Regions from separate parts of the Mus musculus genome. Here regions 2 and 3 are each linked to region 1. A link is a contact called in public Hi-C and HiChIP or PLAC-seq data. All regions are on one chromosome and are shown on one strand. Each heading gives the region's core, a stretch centred on a gene start, on an enhancer-like site or on the middle of the called end of the contact. The rest is flanking DNA. Distances are from core to core; before and after follow the strand shown.

Region 1 (4,384 bases), core at 695-3,194:
TAATTTGTACTATGACTTCACAATGAGATTCTTGTGGCTGAGTCTGGCATTGAAGCCGTTGGAAACTCATGTGATGTGTCTTCCAGCACGGTGTGAACCACCCATAGCCCCACACTAGATCTGCACCATACCCTGTGGGAAGAGTGTGGTCACTGCATAGCTCCACCCTAGATCTGCACCATACACAGTGGGAAGAGTGTAGTCACTGAGCTACATGGACCTGCTTCCTGGACACTGGAGTTCAACTGTTACCATAACAGCACTTTTCAATTCCTGTAATTTTTTTAAGATTTCTTTTATTTCATTTCATTTCGTGTATGAGTGCTTTGCCTGCACATATGCAACACCTGCATGGCTTGTACCCACAGAGGTTAGAAGAGAGCATCAGATTCCCTGGAATTGGAGTCACGGGTGGTTGTGAGCAACCACCTGAGTGCTGAGATTTGAACCCTGGTCCTCTGTAAAAGAAGCAAGTGCTCTTGATGACTGAGCCATCTCTCCATCCCAATTCCTGAAAATTTCAATAATATTGCTGATGAATATTGTCTGGGTCAGTTTTAAAGAAAGAAATCAGAAACAAAAGGCAGCTACAAAAATGATTCTGAGTGAAACTATTTACCTGTGTGCAAGAGAACATTACCCATTGATACAGCCAGGCACCAAACACAAGGACTAATGTCAGGGAGCCTACACCTTACACTCCTCTTCTTCCACAGTTCTGGTCCTTAGAGATTAACAGCTAAAGTGCTGAGCATGGCTGATCCACCAAACATAAGTACAATATTATTACACAATTATTCCAACTTAGGGCAACATGGATTGATAGGTAACTATTTTCCCTTCAGAGCAACACAACCAGCATTCCTCTTGCCAGTGTGTGCACTTGATCTTAGCCAAAGAGTGAAGAAGCTAGTGTGTGTGGGTGAGTGTGTGTGTGTTGCTATGTTTAGAAACCCCGTGGCTTTTCACATCCTAGGCAAATGCTCTATCACTGAACTACACACTATCCTAGCAAAAATCTTTTGGAGAAGACATAGTCAAGAGAACTAATGTGAGGCCTTTAAACCCAAAGTGTGCTGAGTGCAGGCTCTGGCATGATATGGGAGACCAAGGATATATAACCAGAAAGCAGGACCTTAGAGGAAAGAACAAAGAACCAGGGCGCTGGGCTATTAGAAAGCTGGAATTAGGGGTTGGTTTAACAACAGATTCATAAAACAAGGCTTCCTAATCAGAGTAGAATAATTGCCTTTAGCTACAACCTGAGACAATTAGAGTCAAGTGGTAAATCTGATACAGTATTTTGTAAAATGTCCCTGCCCTGGACCCATCGGATCACTAGGGTTTGGTCAGAGGAAATGCCGGCTCGGATCGTGGAGCTTTCCAACTCCTGGCAGGACGCCAAGCTCTGAAGTCCTCCGGGATACTCCGGCCCACTTCCAATGCTCGAGAACGCACTGCACTGACTCTTTTTAATGCATTGACTTGGGACAAATGTGCATTTAAAATCTGGCAGGGAGGAGTCTTGGAGATTGCTGGCCTGGGGGCTGCAGCGATGGGCTTTGAGAAGGCAAATAACAGGGGACTGCTTTTTCTCCTGAACGAATCGCAGGCCTGTCCCATATCCCCGCGGGCTGCAGAGTCGGCAAAGGGGCAGGCGGGGGTTGGGGGGCGGTAAGCCAGGGACGCTCCCCGGAGCGCGCTCAGGTGCATCAGGCGCTGCTCCACAGCTGCTCCCGCGCCGCTTTGGGAATGAGGCTCGACTCTAGTCCCAGCTTTCCCGCCCGCAGGCTGGGGGCGGGGCGGGCCCAGCCACATTCTCCCCCACCCCACCCCCCCGCCCACGCCCACGCATCCTCCGGGCGTCTGTCTGTCCAGCGTTCCCCGCGAGAGACGTGGCCGGGAGCAGTGAGAAGGCGCCAGACTCTAGGCGAGGCGTCGTGGTAAATGCGAACTCTGGATTCGGGCTCCCTTAGCTCGCGCCCCTCCCCTCTCCTCCCTTCGTTGCACCCCTTCACTTCCACCTCCCACCCCTTTAGCTGAATTGCGTTGGGGTGAGAACGGCCAAGGCTTTGTTCCTCCTGCGGGCGGAGATCGCTGGCTTCTTCGCATCCAAGCCTCCTCTCTCCACCCCATCTCACGAAAACCCTACTAAAATCACTCCTTCATCCAGAGTTCCCAGTAACTCCTCCCTTCCCACTCTCTCCTGGGTTTTTGGCCCGGAAGCCTGCCTCCTACCGAGTCCCCACTTCGGCTAGCCACAAGGAGTCTGGCCTGTGAGTCCGGGTGTAGGAAGACCCCAGCATGCAGCTCGAGAGACCATTCTGCACTGCCTATTAGCACTTCAATGAGTTTTGTTTTCAAAACGGCAGAGAACTAACTCTTCAGGGCAACCAAAATGCAAAGTAACGCAAGTGAATACAATTGGAACTTAGAATGTGGAGCGCGACTCTGCAGAAGCCAGCAGCCAGAGTGCCCTCTGCCTTCACTTGATATGCGAGAAAAACCCAGCAGTGTGTCAAGATGGAAGGTGGGGCCAGATCCAAACCTCTGCAATTCGGGGGATCATTCAGGTGTCAACCGGAGGGTACCCACCTCCCATAATCTTGAAATTAAGCTCTAGCAGATGGTGGTTATGACTCCAGGATTGGAATGAAAAGGTGTGAAGGTGGTGGGTGAGGCTGGTTTGCCATTAAGATCCTCTTTCCAGAGCCCAGCATGTAATTCACAGCTAATCTGTTTATGGAAATGATTGGATGTGTTTATGGATTGATTTAGAACGAGTGGGTTCAGAAGGAAACGCCTCTCGGTTAAATAGAACTGTTCAGGTTGAACAGGTCTTAGTTAAACATCGGGAACCTACCTTTCCTCAAGGAGTTCCAGGTTCCGCTCCTATGTGGGGAGCGGGTGTGGCGGCAGTCCCAAAGGTGCCAGGGACTGTAGCTAAGTCATATGACTTGCACCTGACTTCCTCATATAAGACACAAACATCTTGAGTGCTGCGCAGGTGTACCAGGATACAGGTGAATCCAATTTGGTGGAGATTTGCCCCTGCTGCCCTGATTAGCTGAAGCCTCGTGACTGGCGAGGGGGCGTGGCCTGCTGTGCGTGGATGGGAACTGAGAGTATAAAAGAGTGAGAGGCCCAGGGTTCGGGGGAGATATAAAAACAAGGGAGATATAAAAACAAGGGAGATATAAAAACAAGGGAGATATAAAAACAAGGGAGATATAAAAACAAGGGAGATATAAAAACAAGGGAGATATAAAAACAAGGGAGATATAAACAAGGGAGATATAAACAAGAAGAAACAGGACTGAATAAACGTGTGCAGAAGGATCCTGTAGCAGCGTCGTTCTTCCTGGCCAGTTGAGCATGCGCAACAGAAGTGATGCCGAAACCCGGGAAAAGAAACATCTTCAGGCAAGAGCGAAGACCCGCTGCTACAGGGAGGATTCAGAACTGCATCACTGGGAAGGAGCGGTTAATAAAGTGTTCCCGTAAAACAGACTGTTGAGAAGGATCCGGCGTGGATTCAGAACTCTTCAGCTGGGGAACGGTACTGATGAAGAGAAAGAAGAAAGATGAAGACGGAATAAACTGCTGTTAGAAGGACTGGTGGTCACGTCGTTCTTGCTGGTCGAGAGCGACACTCCTACAGCTTTGGAACCACACAAACTCTTCTTCCCGAAACTTGCATTCTGGGAAGGGACACAGGCAAGCGGTGTAAAAACACACAGTCCAGATAATTCAGCCAGGGCCGGGAGCAGTGTCTTTACCCATATGATCAAAGAGTCTGCAATGACATTCACAAGCAGCAACAGAAGGTAAACCCACGTTGGCACAGAGATACACGTCAAGGACAGAGAAGAGATCACTATATCTGATTTGTGCTTTTACAATAAAAACATTCCAGTCGCTGTGGGTATGATAGACCAGATGGGAGGGGGGTGAATATATGAAAGAGCAAGCATTAGCATTAAACTAACTCCCTCAGGAGTTACAGGTCAGGATGCTCTGTAGGCAACTTGAAAGTCATACTTGAAACTCCAGAATGTGATAGGACAGATTTGGAAAACCGTTGGCAGGTTTTCAAGGTTAGTTTTGGGGATAAATGAAGAATGGAATAAAATAAAATGGAAGAAGTAAAAACGACTATTAAGAACAAATGCCTGGAAAGCCCCCCAGATGTGAGAGGCACACTGTGGACACAAAGCCAGATCAAGGGACCATAAATGAAGAGCGGATGGGAGAAAGCAAGCAGGAGGAGGAGATGTCTAGAGAGCAGTTCGATGGAAATGGATTTACCAGGGTCATGAGATCAAGAGTGTCCGATGTTGCCAAAAGAGGACGTGGGATGGGGATGGGCAAGAGCCCATTAGTG
Region 2 (4,384 bases), core at 583-3,082, 120 kb before region 1:
CACGGTCCCTCGCCATCCTCCCCCTCCCGTTCTCCTCTGAGAAGGACAAAGCACCCTTTGGGTACCTGGCTCATCAGGTCACCAAAGGACTAGGCACATCCCCTCCCATTGAAGCCAGAAAGTTTTAAATAAAATGCAGATCACCTAGTGAAAATCAGTGAGTGCCAGCCCACCCTGGATTTCACCTCCCTTTTCCCTTCCCTTTTCCTTAGTTGTTCAACACCAGCTAGAGCAGGAGCCAGCACACTGAGGAAGTAGCTTCCTCAATGCCTCTCATGCAAAGCCCTCCAGCTCCTAACTGCCCATCTCTCCAGAGCCTCGGGACCTCAGGACTAAGTCTTGGGAGGCGAGTGCATATTGCATAGTTTGACCTCTTAGAATAACCCCCACCCCTCAGCTTTGCTAACAGCATCCTTTGAATTCCTTTCCTCCAGCACTTTGCCTGCAAGTCCATAAAGAGCTCTCCTCCAAAAAAGGGGGTGGGCAATGGTTTCTGGACTGAAGTACAAACACCACTCATACAGGTCACCGCCTTCCTTGCCCACCGTGACATCAGTTGACATACAGCCTGGATGCACCGCCTCATTGTAATTCTGGTGAGGTGGATGTATTTGTCCCCCTCTCATTGCAGCTGCACATTAAGTCCTGAAAGATGGCCTGTTCTTAGCCAAGTACAGACTGAGAAGCTGGGATAGCCAGCTTTCATCCCAACGAGGTGGGTGTGAGGGAGGTGGTTGGAACTGCAATAGAACATTTACTGGACAGGTGAACCAAGAGTGACAAAAAGGAAAGTGTTTCTCACTTTATGTTTGGCACTTGCTGTAAATTACAAGCCAAGCACAATGGCCACAATGGCAGCAGCGGAGAGGAAGCTGTCTTTCTTCTAAGAAGCGGCTGCTTCGTTTGCATGCCTAGGACTGGAATCCAAGTTACAAGTCAGTGGATTAGGTCCTCTAAGGAGACACATATGAAAATCTGTGCCAGTTTTTCCAATTGTTTGCCTTAGATAAGAAGGAGGGAGTTAGAAAGGCGGGACATAGGCAGATAGAAGGGAAGAAAGGAAGTGGGAAGGAAGTACAGATAGGGAGGGGAAAGGTGGGTGGGAAGGAAGTGGGTGGGAGGGAGGCCAGGCCAGGCCAGGGAGGAGATAGATGGTCCTCCATTTAGCCAAGCTGCTCACCTGGCTATAGACATGGCAAGCACATGAAGAACTCAATAAAAGGCAATAAAAGATATAGGGTGCTGTGGCTAACTGAGGCAATTGACTAAACTATGAGAAAAGACTCTCACACAGACTTTGGACATAGCCTGAAGCAAGCAGCTGGCTTGCTAGTGAAGCCTAAAATCTCTTCAGGTTTTTATTGTTTTCCTAATGCTTTCAATTTTATGAAAAGCGAAAACAATTTTTAGCATGTGTGTGATGTATGTGCATGTGTGAGAGTATGTTTGTGTGTTCCTCCATAGTTTATGTGAGCATTGTCAACTCCATGGCTATTTTATTCTCACACACACACACACACACACACACACACACACACACACACACACACACACACACACGTGAGCTCGCACACCACAACCCCCACTGTGGGTTATTGAATTCATTTTTAAAAAGAAGTTGAGGTGCTTCCCTGAAGGAGAAAATCTTGACTGATGCCTGGTGGCAGAAGCAGACACAGATGGCCTGCTTAAGACAGAAACTTCTGTGAAGTGAGGAAGACACTTTCAAAAACACGGCTCCTATTATTTTCAAAGGGCATTTAAGGACACCACTGATCTTGGCTTCTGGTCTGTGCAGGGCAGCCATCCTGCTGGTCCAGTGTGCAGATCAACCGCTAGAGGGAGACAGGGACCTGAACTTCCACAGCAGTCAGGCTTCCCTACATAGTGGAAGAAGTTTCACTTCATGTCTTTGGAGACTGCTCAATTTCTAGATTGATCCCTCTCTTCAATAGTCACTGAAGGGCCTCTGTGCGTTCACATTACACAGTTAGGGACACCAAATCTGTACACCCAGTAGGGCCAGTCTTGCATTTGAAGTGGTATAGAGAGAAGTCAGGAAGTTTACAAAGCAAACATGCCAGCTTTCCCCTAGGCTCCTATCTCACCTGACTGACAATTTGAGGACAGGCCTGCAGCATCTGTCTCACCTGCTGCCTGGCTTTGGCCACACTGAAGGTTTAAACAAGGGAACGAAGCAAAAGCTCCTTTGCCTTTCAAAACTGTATCTGCTATATGTAGCCAGTTCCCTCAGTTAATGTAACAGAGACACCTCTTGGGTTATCCTCTATCAGCATGCCCCATGGGTACATGAAGAGGTGTTCACTTGGCATTAACTACTAGAGGGAGACCAGATGCTCCCTACCAAGGAAACAGTGAATAAGCTCTGACGACACTCCCGGATGTGTTATGAGGAATCCTTTATCATCACAATCTAATGGTGATTCAGATGACTCGCTGGGTCAGCTACTAAAGCTCTTTTCAACTAGTAAAATCATTTGCCACACAAGTCTGATGATCTGAGTTCAATTCCCAAATCCAACAGTAGGCGAGGACCAAGCTGTCCTCCGATCTCCACATATACACTGTGACACTGGACCCGCACACACGCATACACACAATGATAATTAATTTTCAAAATTAAACACTAAATGAAAACTAGCACATTGGAAAACTAATGATCAAGTTGAGCTAGATCACTTTTGTTTTTTTGAAACAGGATCTTACTGTGTAGTCCAAGCTGATGGAAACTCAGCAGCCTCCTCCCTCTGCATCACTATAGCTGGCTGATCTTCATTAGGTTTTTTGGTTTTTTTTTTTTTTTTTTTTTTTTTTTTTTTTAGTAAAGCTCTATGGGACTGCAGATATGGCTAGGACATGTCTCCAGGAGCACTGGCTGCTTTTCCAGAGGGACCAGGTTCAGTGCCCAGCATCCACAAGGTAGTTCACTGAACCTGTCTTCTGGCCTACTAGGAGACCAGGCACACAGGTCATGAACACACATGCTTTTAGGCAAAGTACTAATATACATAAAATAAAATCATCTTAAAAAAAAAAAAGCAAAGGCTCAAACTCTGAGCTATTGCTAAGAGCTGAACTTTCCTCGTCTTTCTTAATTTTTTACGTTAAAATACATACTCATTTTATAATCAAAACCTGGAATAAACTACTTTTAGGGAAAAAAGAAGGTGCTCCTTTTGTGTGAATGAGTATAAAGGAGATTGTAACCAGTGAGAACAAAGGATGGTTACTAAGGAAGTGCTCTAGCAGGAAGGGTGAGGAGTGTGTGGAGGGGGATGGCGAAGCTAATGCATGCTCACCTCACCTAGCTCCCTGTGCAGTGCCCAGCCAGGCACCGCTCTCCATAATGAAAACTTATCAGGGAGACAGGAGCAGATGACAACCCTCCAGACTACACTGCCTGCCAAGAACAAGCCCTTGGATTCCAGGCCGATTAGAAAGCGAGCACTGAAACCTTTGCTAGGGGGCTTTGCAAGGCAGAGAGAAACAGTTACCATTTTGTGAGGCAGAGAGAAACAGTTACCATTTTGGCAAGTTTTATTTTTATTCTGCTCAGTTCAATTCACAGTGATTATAAATGACCCAAATAATTTTAATTAACTCATAAATCGTGTTCTTTACTGCATAAAATTCATTTGGGCATTTGCCAGAGTCAGCGAGTGGATGTGTTTTATGTATCCAGGAAAACACTTATATTTTAAAATATATGGGTGGCATCTGTAAAGTGGAGGAGGCAAGCATTTGTGTGTGATTGAAAGAAAATCTGGAGGAGACTGTCCCTCATTGAGCTAAGGCAAGCAGTAGAGGAACTAGGTAAGATGTGCGTCTGAGGACTTGGAGGGTGTTTTTATTTAATTTAAGGAGAATGGTTGCAACTCCCCGCAGACATGCAAATGGGCATCCAGCATTTTGGTCAGGGCCCAGGAGTCTCCACAGTTTCCGCTCCTCATCAGTCACTTGTAGCTCACTCACCTAGTGAAAGGCTCTACGGAAAGGAAGGAGAGTGGATTGCTGGGGTCTGAAATAACGTGGAAAATAGAGGCAGATATCCACTGGCAGACTTGTAAAGCTAAAGAAATTAAATGACCAAGGTATGAATAATGAAATTAAGAAACACCTGAACCTAGGAAAAAGAAGGAGTGGAAGCAAGATTTCTCTCTTCAGCTCATTAAGGTGAATCTTGAAACCCTTCTCCATTGGCCTTCCCTTGCTCTCCAACTTTAGCCAGTGGTGGGATGGGCATGGGGACCATGAGACAGACCACAGAGGCTGCAGGAAAAATCTCTAGACTTTGACTGGGTAAATGTTGCTCTTCAGTCCTCTTATCTTTCCATGACTCTCGTTGACCCGCCTCGATTGAGCT
Region 3 (4,384 bases), core at 913-3,412, 100 kb after region 1:
TTAGCTGGGGCTATCTCCCATCTTCCCCTTCCACAAGGCTCCATCTTCCTCAAAACATGGCGGCTGAGTTCTAAAGCCAAAGGGCAGGGCCTACAGTGCATTTTATATGGCAGACTCACTTCTACCACATTTTTTTTTTTTTTGTAGTTCATAGTTACTAAAGTAGGAAGCAGTCAATCACAACTTGATAGAAGAATGGTAACATCATATCATAAATTCAAGAGGGATGAGTATATGTTACCTTCAGAAAATTCATCCCCCTCAGAAAAGGTGTGTCCTATGCATTTCTTAAAATAAGATCAGTGAAGAAATTGATTATTTAATGGTTATAATATGTGAATAAAAACATATCTACATATGTATATTCTTTGTGAGTTTATTTGTGTGTAAAATGTGTGTGTATAAAATCTGTGTGTGCATGAATTTGTGTGTGAATGCAGACACCTGTATGTAGGAGTCAGCACAACTTTGGAAACCAGTCTTCAACTCCCACCTTGTTTCAAGGGTTTGTTTCTCTCACAGTTCCATGTAACAATTCATCATCAAAAGCAGCAAGGGCAGAACCTCACCCAGGACAGGACCTGGAGGCAGGATCCTATACAGAGACCAGGGAGGAATGCTGCTTAACCCGCTTTGCCCTAGCCTGCTTTCTTACAGCACCCAGGACCACCAACCCAGGGCTGGCACCACCTATAATGGCCTGGGTTCTCCCCCATCCATCACTATTTAAGAAAATGCTCTTCAGGCTTGCCAATAGCCAGATTTTATGGAGGTTTTCTTAATTAAAGTTCCCTCCTCTCCGATGACTTTAGCTTATGCCAAATTAACATAAAACTACTCAGCACAGTGATTATATGTAAAATATGTAAATATGAGATTTGCATCAAAGAATGGGAAATAAATCCAACGGAAATTCAAGGGCTTCACAGTAAAATTTCTAGGCAATGTGAGGCATGCAGAGATATCCTTTCTAATGAAGAATAAGTTGTCTCACCTCCCCTTCTCACCACCAGGAAGGAAGCACAACGGCTAGTGGGCCTCTTTGGATCATGGGTGGAGCACGTTCCTCATCCTGGTGTTTTCCTCCAGCCATATGCCAAATGACTCTGAAAGCTACTAGTTTTTAGCGGAACGTGGAATAGAAGGCTCTATTACAGGTCCAGGCAACTGTGGAGGCTTCCATACAATCCAGCAGGCCCTGTGGCTCATGGAAGGTGCGGACGCTGCTTGGAACCTTTGGCAGGGCCTTGTACGTGAATCACAGAGACTCATGACTCTGCTGTCATTTACAGACAACTGCTCTTCCTTTAAAAGGTAGCCTTAGTGGAACCTGAACATTTGACATTGAGCCACCAAGTTACCATGAGCTTAGACACCTTTCTTTCTAATATGTTGCATTTCTGAATTATATCTCCACCTCTTTCCCATGTGGACCAGACTGCAGCTGCACTTTTTGAAAACTGTAAGTCTAGATCTCCTGATGTCCTTTCAACTATCGTAAACTATCAAGGTTTTTGAATGGACAAAGGTCAAAGGCAGTTTTTTCTTATTTTTAAAATATGCATGGAGATATCCACTGTGGTAATTAACCTAGTTCGTCAAACTTGGATGAAGTTAGGACTTCCTAGGAGATAAAACCCTGGGCTTGTCTGTGAGGTGGTCTGTGAGAATGTGGATGACATAATTCCCTCCCCAAGGGCCCTGGGCTGAATGTGAAGAAGGAAGCAAGCCAAGTAGAACATTTGTGGCTCTTGACTTCCTGGATGTGTAGGAAAGGTGACTGGCCAGCTGCCTCACACTCCCGTCATCTGTCTTCCCCACCTGGACAGAAATAAACTCTGATACCTATACACGCATAAAATACAATCAAAATGCCTTCCAGGGTATTAGATCTGGATTGGGCCTGATTTAGTTGTTTGTTTGTTGATTACACAGTGTTTACAGAGTTCTCCTTCACTAACCCAGCATTTGCTTTCAATATCATGTGCATTTATAACGCAGAATTCTTCAATCGTTTGGTACAGAATCGACTTGTCACTTAGGAGTTGCTCATCACGCAAATCACAGCGTGCTTCAGCTAATTCTGCTAAGCCCTGCTCAGAGGCCTCTGTTCTCTATGACTCATGAGCTTTTTAAAACACTTCAGTTCAACAACATCTGGTCGCTTATATAAGGAGAGAGAGGAGAGAGAGTGTTCTTTACAATCAGTGGTTTTTCTGGACAGCGCCTCTGCACTTGGCAGCCTTCCGTTTCCCTCTGAGTGGCTGCTCTCTTTGTGTACTCAAGAGATTTTCATTCTCCCAGTAAGGATGAACACATGCAGAAACTTGGTCAAATTTTGCACATAAACTTTTGCAGTGATCGGTTCCTGAATCTGTGATATTAATCTGCTCAGAGTTGATCTGATCTTAAGAAAAATGAAAACCAGAGATAATTGGACATTGAATTCAAAGACATAAAATTCTTGTGTCTTACATGTCAGTGGGGAATGCAGTGTCCTTTTTGTTGGCTTTGGTTGGGTTGTGTTCTTGGGACAGAATCTCACACTGTAGCTCAGGCTGGCTTCAGATTTATAACCATACTTCTGCCTCAGTCTCCTAGGAGCTGGGATTACAGTTTATATACCTGATTTAGAATCCTATTTCTTATAGAGAAATTTCTATTAAGAGATCTTTGTGGTCTCTGATAACTACTATAAAAAGATAAGATTTATGTTTTCCAAAATGCATCTCTAGGTAAACTGCTCTGCCTACATGTGTTTCTCACCCTTTCTGTCTCACAGTTCTGCAGACAGGAATAAAATATGCATAATATTCATGCTGATGGAGGGTCCTAATAACCTTCTGGGTTGTCTTACATTCGTGGTTTAGTCTCGGCTCTCTTTATTCTTTGCAATAGCAACAGGGAGAGCAAGCTTGCTGCTGGGAAGGAATACATTTGTAAATGTAAACCTTTCTACCATTATTACTCCAGGCAGAAGAGAAAGAGCACCAAGTGCAGCCACCATTCCCCACAAGTTTTCATTTGCATATTCAGGGGGTAGAGATGGGTACACGGGGAAGCCCAGGAGTTAAAAAAAAATTGGTAATGAACCTGGTTTAACAATGGAGTGATAATTGGTTCAAGGTACTTAAAAAGATCAAAATGACTTTGTAATATGACGATGTTAACATCCTATTAAGGATGTTCATAAGTTAGTACTGTTATAAATCATATGTTCCACAAAAAGTACTTTAAAATTATCTTTCCATGGAACTAGTCTGGCTTACTAATAAATGGATGGGCCAAACATGGTGGTTTAGAAGTCTTTGATCAATATCCTGTTTCTATATCCTTTGTAGTATTTATTTCAGCGTACTTCATTAAATACTAACCACTGTCAACAAGTCCAAAAAGGAAAGTGATCTTGTTTAAAATAATTTGTTTGGTTTTGAAGGAAGCGGGCAAACACACTGAAGATGTTGCCAACATTCTTTGAGGTCTTGGCATAGTTTGACGTGTCAGTGATTCCAGAAAGTGTCTTGAGCACCTCTCCTCCAGGCAAGATCTAAGTTGTGCTCATTCTTCCCTGGGCAACACAGTACCTCAGCTTAAGAAATTACCATTTCCTAGAACACCCATATTCATAGCAGCAAATGTTCTAAGAAATACAAACAACCCAATCACCTGTCAAGGGCATCGATGGATGAATAAGTAAACAAAATATAGGATTCATATACATATGCATATTCAACAACAAGAGATGGGGATGTTGCTCCATTGGCTGACTGTTTGCCCAGCATGCATGAGGCCCTGAGTTTGGTTCCCCAGTAACTCATAAATGGGAAATGATGGCACACACCAGTAATTCTGGCACAAGGGGTGGAGAAAGGAAGATTAGACATTCAAGTTGTTCTTGGCTACATAGGGAGTGTGAGAACAGCCTGAAAGGGCAGTGGGGGAGACTGTTGCAGGCTGCAACATAAATTAACCATGAAGAAAATAAACCAAATGAAAGAAGCTATTCACAGAAAATACAAATATTATGTGATTCTGCTCCTACAAGGCATCTAAATGTCTATGAGATATAAGCAAAGCCATAGAAAACAGAGAGAATGGTTATTTGTCAGAGACTGGCTGTTTATTGGCTATGGAGTTTCATTTCTGCCAATAAAAAAATTCTAGAATTCTGGTTGTACACTGTATACACTGAAAATGCTTAAGATGATAAATTTTGGTATGTGTTTGCTATCAGGATTATAAATAAATATTTCCTCAGAAAGGATTTTAACCCCTTAAGTTTATTTTGCTTTACATTTCTCCACAGCGGTGAGAAATGACTGGAAACCTCTTGGCTCAGGGCAACCGAAAAAACCCACATATGACCCTCTTCTTCCACTGCTGG

Evidence for each region. A called contact is a pair of places that touch in the nucleus more often than the background predicts. HiChIP or PLAC-seq counts read pairs in DNA pulled down with a chosen protein or histone mark.
Region 2: a contact with region 1 is called in a Hi-C map of muscle stem cells, with 2.7 times the contacts expected there. The contact joins two enhancer-like sites. A contact is called at or near these places in 4 of 484 Hi-C or Micro-C datasets (the HL-1 cell line, Sertoli cells, muscle stem cells and 1 more) and 1 of 115 datasets of contacts at active chromatin or transcription factors (pancreatic cancer cells).
Region 3: an H3K27ac HiChIP or PLAC-seq map of stem cell-derived neural progenitor cells shows a contact between it and region 1. The contact joins two enhancer-like sites. A contact is called at or near these places in 7 of 484 Hi-C or Micro-C datasets (cortical neurons, forebrain, nephron progenitors and 2 more) and 3 of 115 datasets of contacts at active chromatin or transcription factors (SST interneurons, pancreatic cancer cells and stem cell-derived neural progenitor cells).

The regions. Positions count from the first base shown.
Region 1 is chr2:21,139,466-21,143,849 of GRCm38.p6, reverse strand. It overlaps the pseudogene Gm13377. Among named protein-coding and RNA genes, the nearest start is that of Enkur, 64 kb to the left of the region's middle. Within about 2 kb of position 1,944, at least 166 of the 459 cell types and tissues checked have an H3K27ac peak or open chromatin away from gene starts, as enhancers often do. A contact at or near this core is called in SST interneurons, cortical neurons, forebrain and 4 more, where this site is marked.
Region 2 is chr2:21,259,264-21,263,647 of GRCm38.p6, reverse strand. No RefSeq gene overlaps it. Among named protein-coding and RNA genes, the nearest start is that of Gm52501, 33 kb to the right of the region's middle. Within about 2 kb of position 1,832, at least 43 of the 459 cell types and tissues checked have an H3K27ac peak or open chromatin away from gene starts, as enhancers often do. A contact at or near this core is called in muscle stem cells, where this site is marked.
Region 3 is chr2:21,035,154-21,039,537 of GRCm38.p6, reverse strand. No RefSeq gene overlaps it. Among named protein-coding and RNA genes, the nearest start is that of Gm13375, 68 kb to the right of the region's middle. Within about 2 kb of position 2,162, at least 110 of the 459 cell types and tissues checked have an H3K27ac peak or open chromatin away from gene starts, as enhancers often do. A contact at or near this core is called in SST interneurons, cortical neurons, forebrain and 3 more, where this site is marked.